4 separate regions of the Zea mays genome follow, and all the other regions are linked to region 3. The links are chromatin contacts, called in public Hi-C maps. All regions are on one chromosome and are shown on one strand. The core of a region is the stretch at or near the end of the contact, and the rest is flanking DNA. Distances in the headings are between cores, read along the strand shown. Region 1 has its middle 49 kb from the start of LOC100193531. Region 2 holds the start of mbd105 (methyl binding domain 105). Region 3 holds the start of LOC103650275 (ubiquitin carboxyl-terminal hydrolase 8). Region 4 holds the start of LOC100193531.

Region 1 (4,361 bases), core at 898-3,397, 350 kb before region 3:
CAGCCAAGGGCGTCCCATTAAACCCTTGTGGTAGCACTGTTTTCCCGGGTGGTCGCTCCATGTTCCCATTAATTTAATGATCTTAACATGAACAGTAATAATAACAAGATAATAACAGAATACTCATGAATAGTGTATCTCCATACCCAATCCACATAAAGCAATAGCAGGTACTACCCAAAAATATTTTAGGGGTGAACAAGGTATAGAGGTAATCAAAACTGGGGTAACATAAAGGATCCCATCAAAATTAACCTATGCAGATCATTAAAATTAATAAGAACATGGCTGGGAAAGTAAGTGATCAAGGGCACAACTTGCCTGGCACTTGAGAATCCAGGTACCAACTTGCCTTTCAGATGACACGTGTCCTCGCGCTAGTCGTAGCAATACAAGCAAACATGATATAGATAAAATTAACATCACACCAAACATAAGTACAAAACGAATAATACTGATCTACGCGTCGCTACGAGATCGTGGGTTCGAGAATTACTACGATCAGAGTTACGGTTAAAAGATATGGTTTTTCGGAGGACCTACTCGATTGAACAATTAGTTACAGATCTTTATGTTGATTTTATGAATCATGTGATAAAGATATTACATAAATAACTCTAATCTATATTATATTTGAGTAGAGACATATTTTAGTTAGATCATAATCATAGACAAACCACCTTCGATTAAGGAGATTAGTCTATTAAACCTAGGTTTAAACAATATCTAATTATACAAGTAAGTAATATGGCACAAATAATAATATTACTGTGTAGTTAATATTATTATGAAGCTAATGCAATTTGAACGGGTTAATTTGGAGTTGAAACAAAGGAGTTATGGATTTACTAAGCTTTTGAATTAAGTTTTGTACTAAAATTCGATTTTCGGATTAAATTTAGAATTACTTCCTGCTGTTGGACTGCGGCTACTAATATCACCAAGATCAGGGGCTAAACATAAAGCTTACGCAGACTCAGAACTCCCCCGCTAGGACTGCGGGTTGGTTTTGGAAAAGTGGAGGGTCTCTTGTGCTATTCTGCCATGGCAAAGAGGTACGGAGAGATTCTGGCCGCACGATCTGATATCGATGGCCAAGATTAGATTTCCCCATCCCGAACCGGTATGAAGTAGCGACCACCAGATTAGGAATCAACGGACCGATTTTAATGAATTGGACTTCCACCGAGATCGCTCGATCGCATCAAACGGCTGGAACGACTTCATCGCTCCCGTAGACCCCAACCTAATCCAAACCGATGGATCGGATGAGGCTATGTGAGAGAGAAACACACACATCTATCACTGACCGTTGATTTAAAGATCAATGGAAGGCGCGCCGTCAGTCATCTTCTACCCAGGCCGGCACCCATCCTTCGTCTACCTTCCGCCCATGGCGAGCGGTAGCGCCGCGGCGCCCGCCTGCTCCAAGGAGCAATACACAGCAGCCTATCCCCCTAGATTGAGCCACACCAGTTGCTATTGAGCATAAGAACAGAGCGAGTAGGAGATGGGATCCCATACCGGCTTCGGCGCGCAGCAGGGGAACTTCACGGCTGGAGCGTGCACCCGCCGAGGTCGAGCACCGAGTACGCCGCCAGGGAGGAGCGGAACCGCGCGTCAGCTGGAGCAGCCTGAACGCCGTATGACTCCAATACACAAGCGCCCTGGCTAGTTGGTAGAACTTGTCCTGACGCTGTTTCCCCCCAGGTTCCCGGTGGCGTTTCACCGCAACACTGACGGCGGCAGCAGCCCGATATTGCCTCACGACACTCACCATCACTGGTCCAGCCCCCTGGTGATTCAAAACGAGGAGACCTCGAGGTTGTGATAGTAGATATACCCTACATGGAGGGGTGCAGACGACGAAATCTCCCGGAGAAATAGGCGTGAGCCGTTGAGCTCGGCCGCCGCAGTTTCTGTTGGGAGCCCGCCGAGATTGCAGGAATAGCCGACGTGTGGGACCCACGAGTCGGTGGCGGCTGGATCATGGCGTCCACGGAAAAGTGCCAGGACCCAGGAAGCGCTAATTCCGGAAGGATCCCAACGATTTCGCGAAGGCCGTTCAACGCACGACCCAGCCGTGATCACTCCGTGGGAAGGAGATGAAGCTGTGCTTCAGGGCTCACCTGTAAGTGAGTATGCAGGCAACCAGAGTGCGCAACAAAAAGGGCCCACAGGTCAGCGACGTTCTAGGGTCTGGGCTGTGCAGGCTCAGGAGAAGAATGGGCCGAAAACAGTTATTCCAGCCCAACAGGCTTTTCTTTTCCTTTTCTGATTTCTTTTTCCTAATTCAATTTCCACTTCAAATTTAAATTCCCATCTTGTGTCGAGTTTGCCCCTAAATCAAAGGTGCAATTTGAACATACCCAAAATGAGATGCATTTGTGTATTTATAAATTTTATTTTGGTTTTGTATAATATTCTTTTCTTTCCTTCTACATTTTCAACCCAAATCTAAATTTAGGTTTTACTTCAAATCCTCTTCTCATTATTATTATATTTTAATTCATATTATTGTTATTCTAATTAAGTGCACAAACAACCAAAACTCATCATGATGCGCAATTTAATGGCATGTCCTTTATTAAGCATTTTTATGAGGTGTTCACATGAAATAATAAATAGGGACAACACACACATATATATAAAGTAATATAATTTCTCCTTTTAGACTTTTCTTATCAAGTGGGTATTACAAATCCTACCCCCCTTAAAAAGAATCTCGTCCTCGAGATTTAGGAAGGACTAGGGAAAAGATGGGAAAATCTATACGAAGCTCCTTTTCTCTTCCCATGATGCTTCATCTTCGCTATGGTGACTCCATTGCACTTTGCACATTTTTATCACTTTATTCTTGTAACTCGAGTCAAAGTATCAATAATCTTAATAGGATATTCCGTATAAGCCAAATCACCCTGAACACTGAGCTCTTCCATTGGTAACTGTTTCTCAGGGACACGGAGACACTTCTTAAGTTGTGACGCATGAAACACATTATGCACATCAGATAGATTAACAGGTAGCTCGAGTTGATAGGCCATCTCTCCAATTCGCCTAAAAAAACTATGAATGGTCCAATAAAGTGAGGGAACAATTTGTTCTTGACTTTGAATCTCCTCATTCCACGAAGTGGTGAAACCTTGAGGTACACATGATCACCTTCCTCAAACTCCAGTGGTCTTCTTTTATTATCAGCGTAGCTCTTTTGCCTGGTCTGAGCTACCCTCAAGTTCTTCCTGATTATATAGACTTGTTCTTCTGCCACTTGAACAAGTTCAGGTCCAAAGAATTATCTTCCTCTAGTCTTATCCCAATATAGAGGAGTCCTGCACTTCCTGCCATATAGAGCCTCGAACGGTGACATCTTCAGACTGGCCTAAGAACTCAGCATAAGGTAGACTCTTGTTCCAACTACTACCATGCTGAAGGGCACAAGCTCTCGACATGTCTTCCAATACTTGATTAGTCCTTTCAGTCTGTCCATCAGTCTAAGGATGGTAGGCCGAACTAAAATTCAAATTCATATCCATATTCTCATGAACACTTTTCCAAAATCTAGAGGTAAACTATAATCCTCTATCTGAAACGATCTTCTTCGATACACCGTGTAGTGACATAATCCAGGCCATATATAACTCAGCCAATTGAGATCACTTATAAGTAGTCTTGACCGGAATGAAATGAGCCACTTTGGTCAGTCTATTCATAATAACCCATATAGAATCATATCCTTTTGAGGCAATCCAGTAATGAAGTCCATATCAATCTCTTCCCACTTTCACTCGGGTATCTTTAGTGGATACAATAGTTCAGCTGGTCTCTCGTGTTTAGCCTTAACTCTTTGACACACATCGCACATAGCCACATGTGCAGCCACATCTCTTTCCAATCCATACCACTAGTATTTCTGCTTCGAATCCTGATACATCTCGGTACTCCCAGGATGGATAGAATAAACTGAATCATGTGCCTCCTTCAATATGGTTTCCCGAAGACTATCAATATCGGGAACACAGATCCGATTCTTGAACCATATCGTGCCTTGCTCATCCTCTGTGAATTCCGGGCCTCTACCTTCTGTTATCAGATCCTTGATCTCCTGGATTTTAGCATCACCAACCTGACCTTTACGAATTTCTTGCTCCAAGGTAGGTTCCAATTCAATAGTAACTCCCTCCGTATGTGTAACAATTCCCAGGTTGAGTCTCTCAAAATCTTTTGCTAATTCATTAGGTAGCTAGACAACGAAAGCGGAGTGAACATGCTCCTTCCGACTCAAGGCATCTGCAACCAAATTTGCCTTGCCCGGGTGATAGTGAATCTCCAAATCATAATCCTTAATAAGCTCCAACCAACGG
Region 2 (3,963 bases), core at 1,041-3,540, 480 kb after region 3:
AAAGCATAAAAGAAATCAACTAATAAAAAAAACAGGAGTTCATTTTTTTAACCGAAGAGGGGACTGCTTAAAAAGAAACTAGCTATATACCCGTGCGTTGCAATGGGGGACACTTGTATACACATAAGTCATTGTTTAGTGATGCTATATATCAAGAATCAACTCAACAATCATAACAAATTTGGTTCAATGTAACTATTAATCGAAATAGGCAAACCCTAAGTTGAATACATGATATGATGATATACCATGACCTCCATAGAACAATTTTGCATTGTAGGGTCAAAATTATAAAAGGAGATCCTAAGGCTATCGAAAGGAGATGGTGAGTTATGACTATCAAAATTATTTTAGCTCACAAATATGGCCCTCTTATCTTTTATGTTGTGGGGAAATGTGTTTTGGCATGATTTCTACATTATTTATATAAAGACAAATAATATTACAATATTCAACCTATCTAAAGATGGATCCTCTAAAAACAAGGTTTCCTTACATAGACCATGAGGCAACCATGTAATTTGTATTGGAGAGCAGCTGACAATATTTAGAGAAATAAATACATAATGTGTTGGGTATAGCTAGTTAAATGGTTAGGATGACATTTCACTATTAAAACCAACAACCAGTGCCATGAATTTACCTGTGAGGTTCCCCAACTATATAGTTTCGTGGACTGGCGACATGCTCGGTTGGGCGAACCATCGTGCTAACATTGATGCCGGAGGAATTCACAAGAGCTTAGCTGACAGAAGAGATAAAGTACAATCCCAGTCAAGCACGCGAGTCAACTCATCAGAGAATATTTTGCTGCCAGTGAGGCCATCTTGAGGAGCGACTGGCAAACTGAGGCTACTGGCACCTCCGGTACGACGCTGCTAGTAAAACTTATTTCACCCTCCTATAGGAACGGGAAGAGACAACATTCTTTCGTATAAGCAGACATAGAGCCAACATTCTTTCGCATAAAGTTCTGAACCGATGGCTATGAACTATTCTAAAAATTGAGTTGCTAATTTGCATATAGATATATAATTCATTATGATGCGAAAACAATTTGCAAGTATGTGTGATATGTTGTTTTACTAAACGACTTGACCAATCTATATTTTCGGTACAAAACAACTAAAAATTAGTTAGCGTAGTTATAATTGATATTAAACACAAAGAAAATCATACAGAGCATCGAGGTAGCAAACTCACGTAAAAAGTAACATGGTTGGCCGGAACACGATCCGGTTTTAATTTTTCCCTATTTTTTATAACAGTCTATATTATACTTGAGTATAAAATTTAAAACAAAAAATATGTGTGTCATGTTCACTAAATAGATGCGAGTTTAAAGCAAATAACCATGGTTCAAATGTCATTCACATTTACATACTTGCACGGCTGCGCACATGCAAGCTTTGCATCGAGCGGAGACGTTTGCATACATGGTTGCATGCGCTAGTTTAGTTGCATACTTGCATGTGTGATGCGTGTGCGGGTTTAGTGCATGCGTGTAGAGGACTGCATGCGTGCAGAGGATGGAGCGGGGTACGCCTGTGGTCTACATTAACCTCTTAATAGACAGTAGAGATGAGTTTATATGATTGAAACGAGAGAGACGTGAGCGCTCGCGGTGACACGACACGGCCCACGAGGCGCGCGTGCGTTGCGCTGCGAGGCGTCCACGTCAGACGTCACCCCGCGTTCCGCCCTGCGGCCCGCAGCCCGTCACGTGCGCCGGATGCACGGCGGCCGCGCCCGCACCGATCCGTTCTATTCGGGTTATCCGCGCCGAGGTTGCCACGTGGCTGGCGCACAGCCCCCGAGGGGGCGAGAGAGAGGCTCCCTCCCGGCTGGCCGGCTTCGCCGCTCCGGTTTCCCGCTCCCGCGGACTCCACCAGTGCGAAGTTCAATCCAGTTTGCTGTCCAGCCTCTCAGTCCCGGCATCCGGCCCTCACGTTGCCTCCCCGCGCAAGGTCCACGCGGACCGTCCCGCAGCTGCTCGGGCCCCGCGCTGCCTAACGGTGCACGAACCACGCCCACGCGGCACGCGGCTGAGCCCCACGCCGTCGGCAGCGCATGGCGGTTCCCCCACGTCCGTCCCGACGCCGTGCCAACGGCCCCTCCCTCCGCGCTCTCTGCCACCCCGGTCCCACTTTTGCTTAGAACGCGCTGACCCACGCGTCAGCGTCCGGCGGCGAATGTGTCCAAGGGGTGGGGTACATTTATTTTTATCACACATTATATATATACATTATATAATAATGGAAATTAAATCCCCACGCGGCCGTCGTTTGCCCCCTCCCTCCCCACCTGCACCACCACCAACACCAACCAACAGGTGGCGAGAGCGAGAGCGAGAGCAAAGAGCTGAGCGGGACGGAGCAGCTAGCGCTAGGGATAACGCACACCCACCACCATGGCGACGCCCGGAGAGCAGCCGGCGGAGGTCGTGTCCGTCGAGATGCCCGCACCCGACGGGTGGACCAAGAAGGTAGGGGGTCACGACGACCTGCTGCCCGACCGCCTGACTGCCTGTCTCTCTGCTCGCTCGCTCGCTCGAGTTGCCTCGTCCGCGTCCAATTCGGGGGTCAATAAGCTTCCGGGGAGCGGAATTCCGGTTCCCGGCCGCTAATTCGCGCCGAGTTCTAGGGTTCCCGCGGTGCCGGTCTGGCGTTCGAGAGCCTCCCAGTTCCGGATTTGGGGCTCTAGGGTTTGCGACGCTGCCCCCGGCCTACCACCGCCATCCAGCTGGGATTCGTGGCCCCGTGAGGTTCTGGACCTCGATTTCAGCTCGGAGTAGGTGCGTCCAGAGCTCGGCCACGAGGCCCACGACTGCTTGAGCTCTCTGCTCCGTGTTGGGTGTAGGTCCGTAGGTGAGCTACGGACCCCATGCCCGGTCTGTACTGTGAAGATTCGTAACTGGGGCGCTCGATTAGGATTAGGGACTGTCGGGGGGCTAGCTGAACCGGGGGAAGATTCCTAAATCTGGCCGTGATATGTCGCTGTTTACTTTCTTTGTTTGCTCGCTGCACTACGTTTGCTGCTAGTGTCTTGCTACTTGTAGGCTGGGGCTCTTGCAATTAGGGGTGGTAGGGTTTGGCCCATCGGTTTCCAAATTTCATATTGGTCATTTGATGATTGGTTAGGAGTTACAGCTCTTTCGTTTGGACTGAAATGCTGCAGTTCCTTTTTCGTACAGAAGGTATTACTTCAGATTTAGGCGGTTGATTCTGCTTGAGTAGTTGTGTGCTTTGTAGTGAGGCTGGAATGGGGAATCCCCTTCAGCTTGGAGCTGATTCTGTCTGAGTAGTTGTGTGCTTGTAATGAGGCTGGAATGGGGAATCCCCTGCGGCTTAGAGCTATAGCAAACGCTGCCAATAGGAGCTTTAGCCTACCCATTTCGAGTTGGACCTTGTTTTCTTTATGATAGGTTATATGATCCAGTGTTTTCTTCTGTTTCGGCTTGAAATGCTTCATCCATTACTTTAGATTAATGGTTGATGTTACTTGAGTAGCAGTATGTTCGTAGTGAAAGCTGGAATGGGGAATCTCCTGCAGCTTGGAACTTTGGCAATCAGCCAGTCACTTCTACTAGAGCTTTAGCCCCTGATTTCTAATTGGATCTTCGATTGTTCGTTATTAGATGGTGGGTTAACTTTTTTTCGTCCTGACTTCCAATGCTTCAGCAATTACTTCGGATTCAGGTGGTTAGCATTGCTTTACTAGTAGTATATGTGTAGAGAATCTGGAATGGAGAATGTTCTGCAGCTTTAAGCTGTTGATTTGCTGTAATTGGGGTTTGTCCTACACAATTCCAGTTTGATGTTGATTATTAGATGATCTGTGCTTAGTGAATCTGGTCATATCATGGTCTGTGAGTTTAATTTTACTGTGGTTAGTTCCAGTATTGCTAGACCAAGTGCTTGTTGAGCTATTTCATGCAAGAAATGAAAGCTTGATGCAACAGAA
Region 3 (4,248 bases), core at 96-2,595:
TTTCTTGCTCTGAGTTGCTTGAGCCTTTGATGCACCCCTTCAAGGCAACTTAAACTTTGGAGTTGGAGCAACTACAGCCTATTAATACACCACAAGCTTTGCATTTGCGTTGACCACATCGGCGTTCAAAGTACTGACACGTGAGGAAAGAACCAGTGCTTTATTGCACAGCTCAGCAAAGGAAGAAGGCTTCCAGCGTTGCACTATGGGCTCCTTTTGGAAACTCCTTAAATGCAGCCGTTACTAGAATGTCGGAATAACCGAACACTAACATGTAGGGATTCACATCCATCCAACCGGAAAACAGCTCTCGTTGCCGCGCGAACAACATGCACGTTAACCAATCGTCGGCAACCGGCGCCGCCGTGAAAATGAACAGTTACCCTAGATCATCCTCCTCACTTGTACCCAGCAGCAAGTCTAACGCCTTGAAAACCTAGGAATGTCATATTCGATGTACGAAATCGTATATCAGGGTTACCATCGTGGTGTGCAGAATTGCAGGCAGCTGACTACCTAAAATCACCTAGGCCTGTCATTAGGCATGTAGGTCAATATGAGCTGATCATCCTACGCATTGCTGAGTACTACGCCCGCTCAGACATGAAACTCGTGGGGAATTCGAGGCATTGCCTATCATACAGCCATTCAAAGGAAGAAGAGTAATGAGAAGGAACACAAGAAAAACAGGGAGACGGTCGTCTCACCATTCCCGTGCCTTTGAGAACAGGTCGGCCGGGAGGAGCGCGTAGCTCCTGGCGGCGAAGGAGGCGGTCTGCTGCAAGAGCTCGTCGGCGCGGCGGAGGGTGTATGTTTGGTCGGAGAGGAACATGCTGAGCACCCTCATGCCGTAGGAGGTAGGTCCAGCAGGCGCGGCCGCGTAGGGCAGACCAGGCACGTTGATCGCCAGCCCTTGCTGCGCCTCCTTCCACCACCTGTGTCACCCATCGCTATGTCGTCACGAGGCCGTGCCTGCGCCTGCCGGACGCGCCACCCACCCAGGATCGGGCGGGCAGCGGGCTAGGGTTACGGGGTGCGTGCGCTCACCTGAGTGGCACAAGGAAGACGCGGTCGTCCTCCTCCTCATCGGCGGCCGCGGCGGCGGGCGGTGTGGCCGCGGCGGGATCCGACGGGTCCAGCGGCGGGAGCGGCGGCGGGTCCGGGGGCGCGGGCATTGCGGCCCGAGCTCCGCAGCGGGCGCGGCGGCGGGGCGAGGGGCTGGGATCGTCGTCGGGACGGAACTGGAAACGGAAAGGGGAAAGGAGGGGAGGGGAAGGGATGCGTGTGGGAGGGGAGCGAGCGGGCTTGGGGGTGGGGGCGTGCTGGGCCTGAAGTGAACAAGAAGGCGCCTGCCTGTGTTGGTCTGCCGAGTGGTGCTGGTGAGGAAGCAGCCGGAGGCCGGAGCCGCGTGCGTGGGGTGGGGCCGTGGGGGTGGCTCGTCAGATCGGATCGATCAGCATCGCGTTTGGATCCGGAAAAGGGATTCGTTTGGGCCGGGCCTACGTGTCAGAGGTAGTATATCCTGGCGTCGTGCTTTCGTTCACGTGTCATGCCTATCTCGCAGATACGCAGATACAGGGCATGTTTGGTTTGCTGCCTAACTTGCCACACTTTGCCTAACTTTTGTGCCTAAGGTTAGTTCTTCAATTCGGACGACTAACCTTAGGCAAAGTGAGGCATAGTTAGCCACGAACCAAACATGCCTACAGTGCTTGACCCGCTTCCCGTGTGATTATAACCTGTGGTGGTGTCCAAACGATGGATAGATGTCGCGCCGTGTGATCGATTCCGCCTAAGCGTGCTATCTTAACAAGAAAATGACCTTTTCCACGAATGAGCGTGTCCACGAACATGCTTCCGCGTCCAAATATATGCGCTCAGCATAGGCTCTAAATTTTACACTATTTAAAATATAAGAATTATATTATATTAATTTTTAGATTAAAATTAATTAAAGGTCTAAATAGATCGTGGACAAATGTTTGAACCGTGATTTATTACCATAGTAAGATATGCAACGAGGCAGCTAATTCTTAGTCTAGTTTTAACCCTTCTAAAAGCAACTCTGGTAGTTACGTAAAACACTTCCTAAATATTGATTTATACGGAGTTGTTAAGAAAAACGTTTTTCCAATAGTTATGTAAAACACATCCTAAATTTACAAAACACCCTAAATTTCTCTAAAACATCCCTACATTTGGCAACTTTTTATGAAGCTTCTTAAATCCACTACACCAATTCCATCGTGAAAAAATAATTCTGCGCATGCGCAGCTAGCGATTAAACAACTGTTGATGTAATGAACGGCCGCACATGCAAAACTCACAACTAAACAATTGTGGCAGCAAATCAAAAGACCAATGCAGCTCACCAGGTTGAAAGTTGTTGTCGCTCACGAGGTCATAATTTTCAAGTCGTGTTGCGGATTAGAGATAAAACAAAAGGAGAAAAATAAGACGGTCCCACTCAAATTAATAACATAGTGTCGGGGAAATGATCCCCTGTCCCTAGGACCTGCCAGTCAAAGAGTGCGCTGAGGGAAGGGCTGAAAGTCACCTAGAGAACTTAGAGTTTTATAAACTTTGAATACAAACTTCACCTGGGGTTAGGGTTAGATGAAATCGGTGTGCGGAAGAGAGTTCTTCTTGCTATGAGTTGCTCAATCAATATGGATAACTTTGGGAACTAACTCAAAAAGATTGCAAGCAAGAGAACTTAGAGAGAGGGGACAGAAAGAATCAAATAGTAAGGTAATGATCAACACAAATGAACGCAACGATTTGTTTCCCAAGGTTCAATTCCAAAGAACATACTCCCCGTTGAGGAGGCCATGTAGGTCGAGTCTCTTTCAACCATTTCCCTCTCTCAAACGGTCACTTAGACCGGTTGAGTGCTTCTCCTTAATCTCGAGGATCACTTAGACCCCACAAGGATCACCACACTATTATATGTCTCTTGCTAGATTTACAAGTCACTTGAGAGTTTAGAAGGAGACGAAGAAAGCACAATTAAGAAAGCCAAGCAACAATAAAAACACAAGACCATACTCTCTCTAGACTTTCTAGGGCAATAATCACTAATGATCACCAGTCACAATTATGGCACTTGGAAGAGCTTGGGAGCTTTGAATGTGTCTTGAGATGAAATGCTTGCTCTTGTATTGAATAAGGATGAATGGAATGCTTGGATGGAATGAATGGAGGTGGTTGGGGTTTGTATTTATAGCCATCAACCATTTCCTAGTCATTGCCCACATTCTACCAACCGCAGACGGTCCACGCTCCTGGCCCAAACGGTCCGCCCCTGCACATCAACGACGGAAATCGCAACGATCAACAACAACGGTTATATCAATGACTATAAGTGCATTAAATGCATCGTCAGATGTTAGATAAAGCAGTCGCGGACGGTCCAGCTGTCACACCCGGTTTTAAGGGCAAAATCGAATGCATAGCATATGTGTCAGGATCTATTTTCACACATATGTTGACGTCACAAGTGTAATATATCAAAGAAACAATGGATAAAAGCATAAATAAGGGTTATAATAACATATTACACTTTGAATGGACATAATGTCTTAACCTTTATTACTCATCAAAGTACAAAAGAATATGGACATCCTTCCACAGGAAGATGACCAGAGGAAATCACTAGACTAGCATCCATCGAGTTCACCATCAAAATCTTCATCTGCAAACTTCTGATCAAAATTAAGCAAGGGGGTGACCTCACTTATGGTGGGGGCTCATCAAGTGGGTGAAAATGCAAGGTTAACAAGGTAAGGATGAAGTTTAGTGTGGTTAGCATTTTAGTTGGTCAACATTTTATTATCAACAACACCTGATTACTAAGTATAAGTATATACCAAACCCATATTAAACATAAACAATATTTATCAGCATATATATATATATATCATCAGCATAAAGGTCAGAACCACTTGTACAAAAATATCATCAACATGAAGCTCAACCACTTGAATGCAATAGACACAATTTATTTTCATCTTCAAGTTCAATTATCATGTGAGGGTCCACGCTGCTCTTAACCGTGAGCATGGCTAATATATCAGTTTTACACTCTGCAGAGGTGGTACAACTTTACCCACAAACTGTGTATCCCCTCTAGCCTGGGTTGATCGGACCCGTAAACACTTCCCAGGTGAATGGCTAGGGATCCATTATGAGGCTTTCACAAAATATCCTTAGTTCAAAGCCATCCACTAAGGTTTCCATGTTAGTTTT
Region 4 (3,980 bases), core at 1,282-3,781, 400 kb before region 3:
TCATGTACGAACTGATGATCATTTAGCTTACCAACGTGGACATATATGTACGTACTAGCTAGCTAAGCTGATTGATATATATATAGTCTGCTCTGATTGTTCAAGGAATCACACTACACATACCACCGAAGTGTTTCAGCCAGCAACTTTCAGTCTTCATGCCTATTGAGCTTTAAAATCAATGGAATCAATGACAAGTATTTAAAATTGTGATGCATTATTAGCAACCAAGCAAGAATACAAGTTGCCATATTGATCCACACATATGAGTACAATCACATATAGTCAAGCTGATATATGTACATACATGGAAATAAAGCATGTGTGTGATAAAAAAACAAGATCCCCATCTCTCTATTACTCTATTAATTTGGGTTCCATTGTCGGTTGTACTTGTACACGCAAGTACTGTATGCACAATTATAAATGGATTAACAGAATACTGCCTACAAGAATTCATCACTTATTGAATATCTCAACATTATACATCTATAAAGAAATATACTGTCATAATGTGGTATAAACTTGGGTAGCTGATTGAGAATTGGCAGCTAGCTAGGTTAATTAGAACCAATTGATTTTCCCTTGTTAAGGTAATAAGTTCTTTTTGGAGGTGCATGCACAAGGGTTTTATGCAATAAGATAAAGCAAAGCAGCAGGAGCTGCAGGGATATGCTCTTAACTAATAACTTCAAAAGAGGTTCCATAACACACACAAATGATTATTATCATTCCATGTTGATAATTATGGGAAATTAAAATTGTATACTCGTAAACATATATGAATTTTCATGAAAAACTTGAAGACCTCTCGGTAAACTCAAATTGAGAACTGGACCTAAACGAAACTAAATGTTTTTTTAAACCTCTTGGTATATGCAGGTGCCTGCAATTATCCCCAACAAGTAGCAGAGGATAAAACTCCTTTAGGGCTAATTTGGGAGGAAGAGAATTGAAGGGGATTGAGGAGGCTAAAATCCCCCTTCATTCCTATTTAATTTTGAATTGGGAGGAGATTTTAGTACACTTAAGGCTACTTTGGGAACCTCAAACCTCCTTTGGGATCGGAGGGGATTCAGGTGGAAATAAACTAATTTCCTCTCCAATCCCTTTCTATCCCAAAGGGGATTTGAGTTTCCAAACTATCTCTTAAAGTTAATTTGGTAACAAGGAGATCACGAAGGATTGGAGGTAAAAATGAACTAATTTCCCTGTCAATCCGCACTAATCTCCCGTGATCCTTGGCACCAAATCAACCCTTAATCACTTCCAATTCCCTTGCCACCAAACTGGCCCTTGGCTAGTTTTCTCCCTCAATCCTCTTCGATCAATATTGGCGGGAATTTGAGAGTCTAAACTAGCCCTTACGGATGATAGGGCACAGTCAAGTAAAATTCAGGCACATGCGTACTGTTTCCCACCAGTTTGAGGTTATTAAAAACAAGGGATTCGATCAAGTGGGTGCAACACACGAGGACAATGCAGGAATTTTGTCGTATCCGCCCCAAAAAATATCATATACAGAAGTACAGTACAGAGAGCAACCAATAAACAAATCTTGAGAACTTTCAGAAGTACATATTCAAATCGAACGACATCCAGCAAATTGACCGATCGATCGATGCACCTGGCCTCAAACGATAGAAAACTTTCTTTCTGAAGGAACAAAGAAATCGAAGAACAGATAAAGTGGGAGATCCAAATAGAAAAACATGAACTAAATTTGAAGAAACTGAAGGAGCAGATGTAAGAGGGAAAATCGTGAAGAAAGCCAATTGGCTGCTCTTTTTGGTATAATTCGGAGAAATAAAGGTCGACGACTCTCAAGCCTCAACAAGAGCAGCTAGCAAGAAAAGCAATTGGAAGAGTGTAGCAAGTAGATCATGAAGGTGGAACATGCCAATTGTGTGGTGATGAACTGATGATGAGCTAGGGTGGTTCTCACGCAGGCAATCACTGATCATCAGATACAGAGGGAGAGAGAGAGAGAAAGTGGTACAGAGAGAGATCATCGATCCGCAGCAGGCAACATAGAGATACATACAGATAGATCAGCTTACATACCGCGAGAACTGTGTTGCAGAAGCTGCAGTGCACATAGCACACATGATCTGCCGGCGCGATTTGGGCCGAAGACATTCCTTCTGACCGGTCTCCGCCGCCGCCTCGCCGTGCGAACAACAGCAGTACTTTCGATCCCAGCTCCCGGCAACCAGCGAGAACCAAGAAGAGCGAGGAGGAAGACCAACAGGTACAGCTCAATTTAATTTGCAGCTACAAAGGCAGCAGGCTAGGTTTGCACATCCATCCTCTCCTACTGATATATATGTGTATCTCGAGTTTATGTGTGCTGAGGGAGGGAGGGAGGGAGGGAGGGAGAGAGAACCTACGGGAGAGGAATGACGAAGGAAGAAGAGATTGAGCTATCCCACTTTCCTCTTTTCTTTTCGGTTTGAGAGAGAGAGAGGAGAGAGAGGGCGTGTGGGGGCAAGCAAGGCAAAGCAAAGCAATACTGGCAAGCAGCAGTGCTTTTATTTGTTGTGGTGGCCTTGTGTGTGTGTGTGGGAGCAGCAATATGCTGGGTAGAGAGAGAGAGAGGGGAAATGCCATGATTGCTACAATGAGTGGGTGGAAGATACACTCCTACCTTGCATATATCTGTCTATCTTGCAAACATGTACTCTCTAACTACCAAAATAAATGCATATCTTCGAGGTCAAAACGCTAAACTTATAAAAAATACTATTATTTATGATACATAACAAATATTATTAGATTGATTATACAATATACTTCTATAATAAATTTATTTGAAGATATAAATATTCAATATTATTTTCGAGACGTGTGCTTACTTATTTTGAGTTTAAATGATCCGTACTCTGCTCTCCTCTCATAAATTGTCCACCTGCAAAAAGATCTGCATACGCATTCAGTCTCTGAATTGTTTATACACAGTCACTAAATTTCCACTGCTACAGTCTGCTGGAGGCCAGCATACCGGTTTCTTGATTCTTGACGGTTGCGTTGACAGCAAAGTTTCGTAAAAAGAGAGGTCTTTCCACTTTACAGTAAATAAATCATGACAAGTCAATTGAACATGACCTCCAGTCAAATCTCGGCACTCTCTTGGAGCTGTTCTTTTAATCATGATTGGTTCCTTTTGGTTATGTAGTAAAGTTGAGGGGCAATTTTCTAGACTGAAATTTTGTTCAGTGCCTTATTTGCCATCACAAATATCTTAAATAATTATTTTAAGACATTTGTGATAATAAATAAGGTATTGAACAAAATTACAATGTCATATAAAGATTTTTTTTAAATTAACATACTTATATCCCTATGAAGCATCAGTTTTTTTGTTTCCACCGCCATGTCATTTGCAAAAAAGTACTTCTACTCATTTTTATCTAACCCACAATCTACCGTCGACGTGTGTCGTTATGTGTAGTTATATGGGGGTTTCTTTATGTGTCATTTTCCACCAAACACGCGCTTGTTCGCTTCCCGCCTACGAAAAACAATCTCCCCGCACGCACCCGTGAAAAATCCAAAAAATTATGTGCTCGCTAGGGTTTGAACCTAGGTCACAAGGAACAAACTACCACCTCTTATAACAAACCACCTTCTCCTAGGTATTATAAATGTATATACTAATAATTTTAAAATTAAATAAATCGTGACAGACTGAGTTGACACTGCGGGCTGAGAGAAGACGGTCCAGGCATGGCACAAGCCACTTTAAATCATATCGGGCCAGGTCGTGGCACTATTAAATGGATCGTACCTTAGGCCAGCCCGTTAGACATAACTTATTTAGCTATTTATAGTCCATTACCTCCTCCCTCACCGTCCCTGATCTCGCGAACGTGAGAAAAAGTGAGAGAAAAAACTTTATTTTATCTGGCCCCCACAACATATACCTCTCCATTAACGCTCACCTAATATATGAGTTTAGATCGTATTTGAATAACTATCTT

What was found. Hi-C and Micro-C count contacts between places; a contact is called where the count stands out from the background.
Region 1: a contact with region 3 is called in a Hi-C map of leaf, with 2.9 times the contacts expected there. The contact joins the enhancer-like site here to the promoter of LOC103650275 in region 3. A contact is called at or near these places in 2 of 25 Hi-C or Micro-C datasets (leaf and tassel).
Region 2: a contact with region 3 is called in a Hi-C map of ear, with 3 times the contacts expected there. The contact joins the promoter of mbd105 here to the promoter of LOC103650275 in region 3. A contact is called at or near these places in 7 of 25 Hi-C or Micro-C datasets (bundle sheath, ear, endosperm and 2 more).
Region 4: a Hi-C map of leaf shows a contact between it and region 3, with 5 times the contacts expected there. The contact joins the promoter of LOC100193531 here to the promoter of LOC103650275 in region 3. A contact is called at or near these places in 15 of 25 Hi-C or Micro-C datasets (bundle sheath, ear, endosperm and 4 more).

Annotation. Positions count from the first base shown.
Region 1 is chr3:110,951,219-110,955,579 of Zm-B73-REFERENCE-NAM-5.0, forward strand. No RefSeq gene overlaps it. Among protein-coding and RNA genes, the nearest start is that of LOC100193531, 49 kb to the left of the region's middle. Within about 2 kb of position 2,148, at least 4 of the 20 cell types and tissues checked have an H3K27ac peak or open chromatin away from gene starts, as enhancers often do. A contact at or near this core is called in leaf, where this site is marked.
Region 2 is chr3:111,780,872-111,784,834 of Zm-B73-REFERENCE-NAM-5.0, forward strand. mbd105 (methyl binding domain 105) reads left to right here and starts at 2,291. Exons shown (of 3, transcript NM_001111704.2): 1 at 2,291-2,485. The coding sequence starts at 2,411.
Region 3 is chr3:111,306,026-111,310,273 of Zm-B73-REFERENCE-NAM-5.0, forward strand. LOC103650275 (ubiquitin carboxyl-terminal hydrolase 8) reads right to left here and starts at 1,346. Exons shown (of 13, transcript XM_008675884.4): 1 at 1,048-1,346; 2 at 708-935. The coding sequence starts at 1,175.
Region 4 is chr3:110,902,307-110,906,286 of Zm-B73-REFERENCE-NAM-5.0, forward strand. It overlaps LOC100193531, which reads right to left and starts at 2,532. Exons shown (of 6, transcript NM_001366963.1): 1 at 2,065-2,532. The coding sequence starts at 2,139.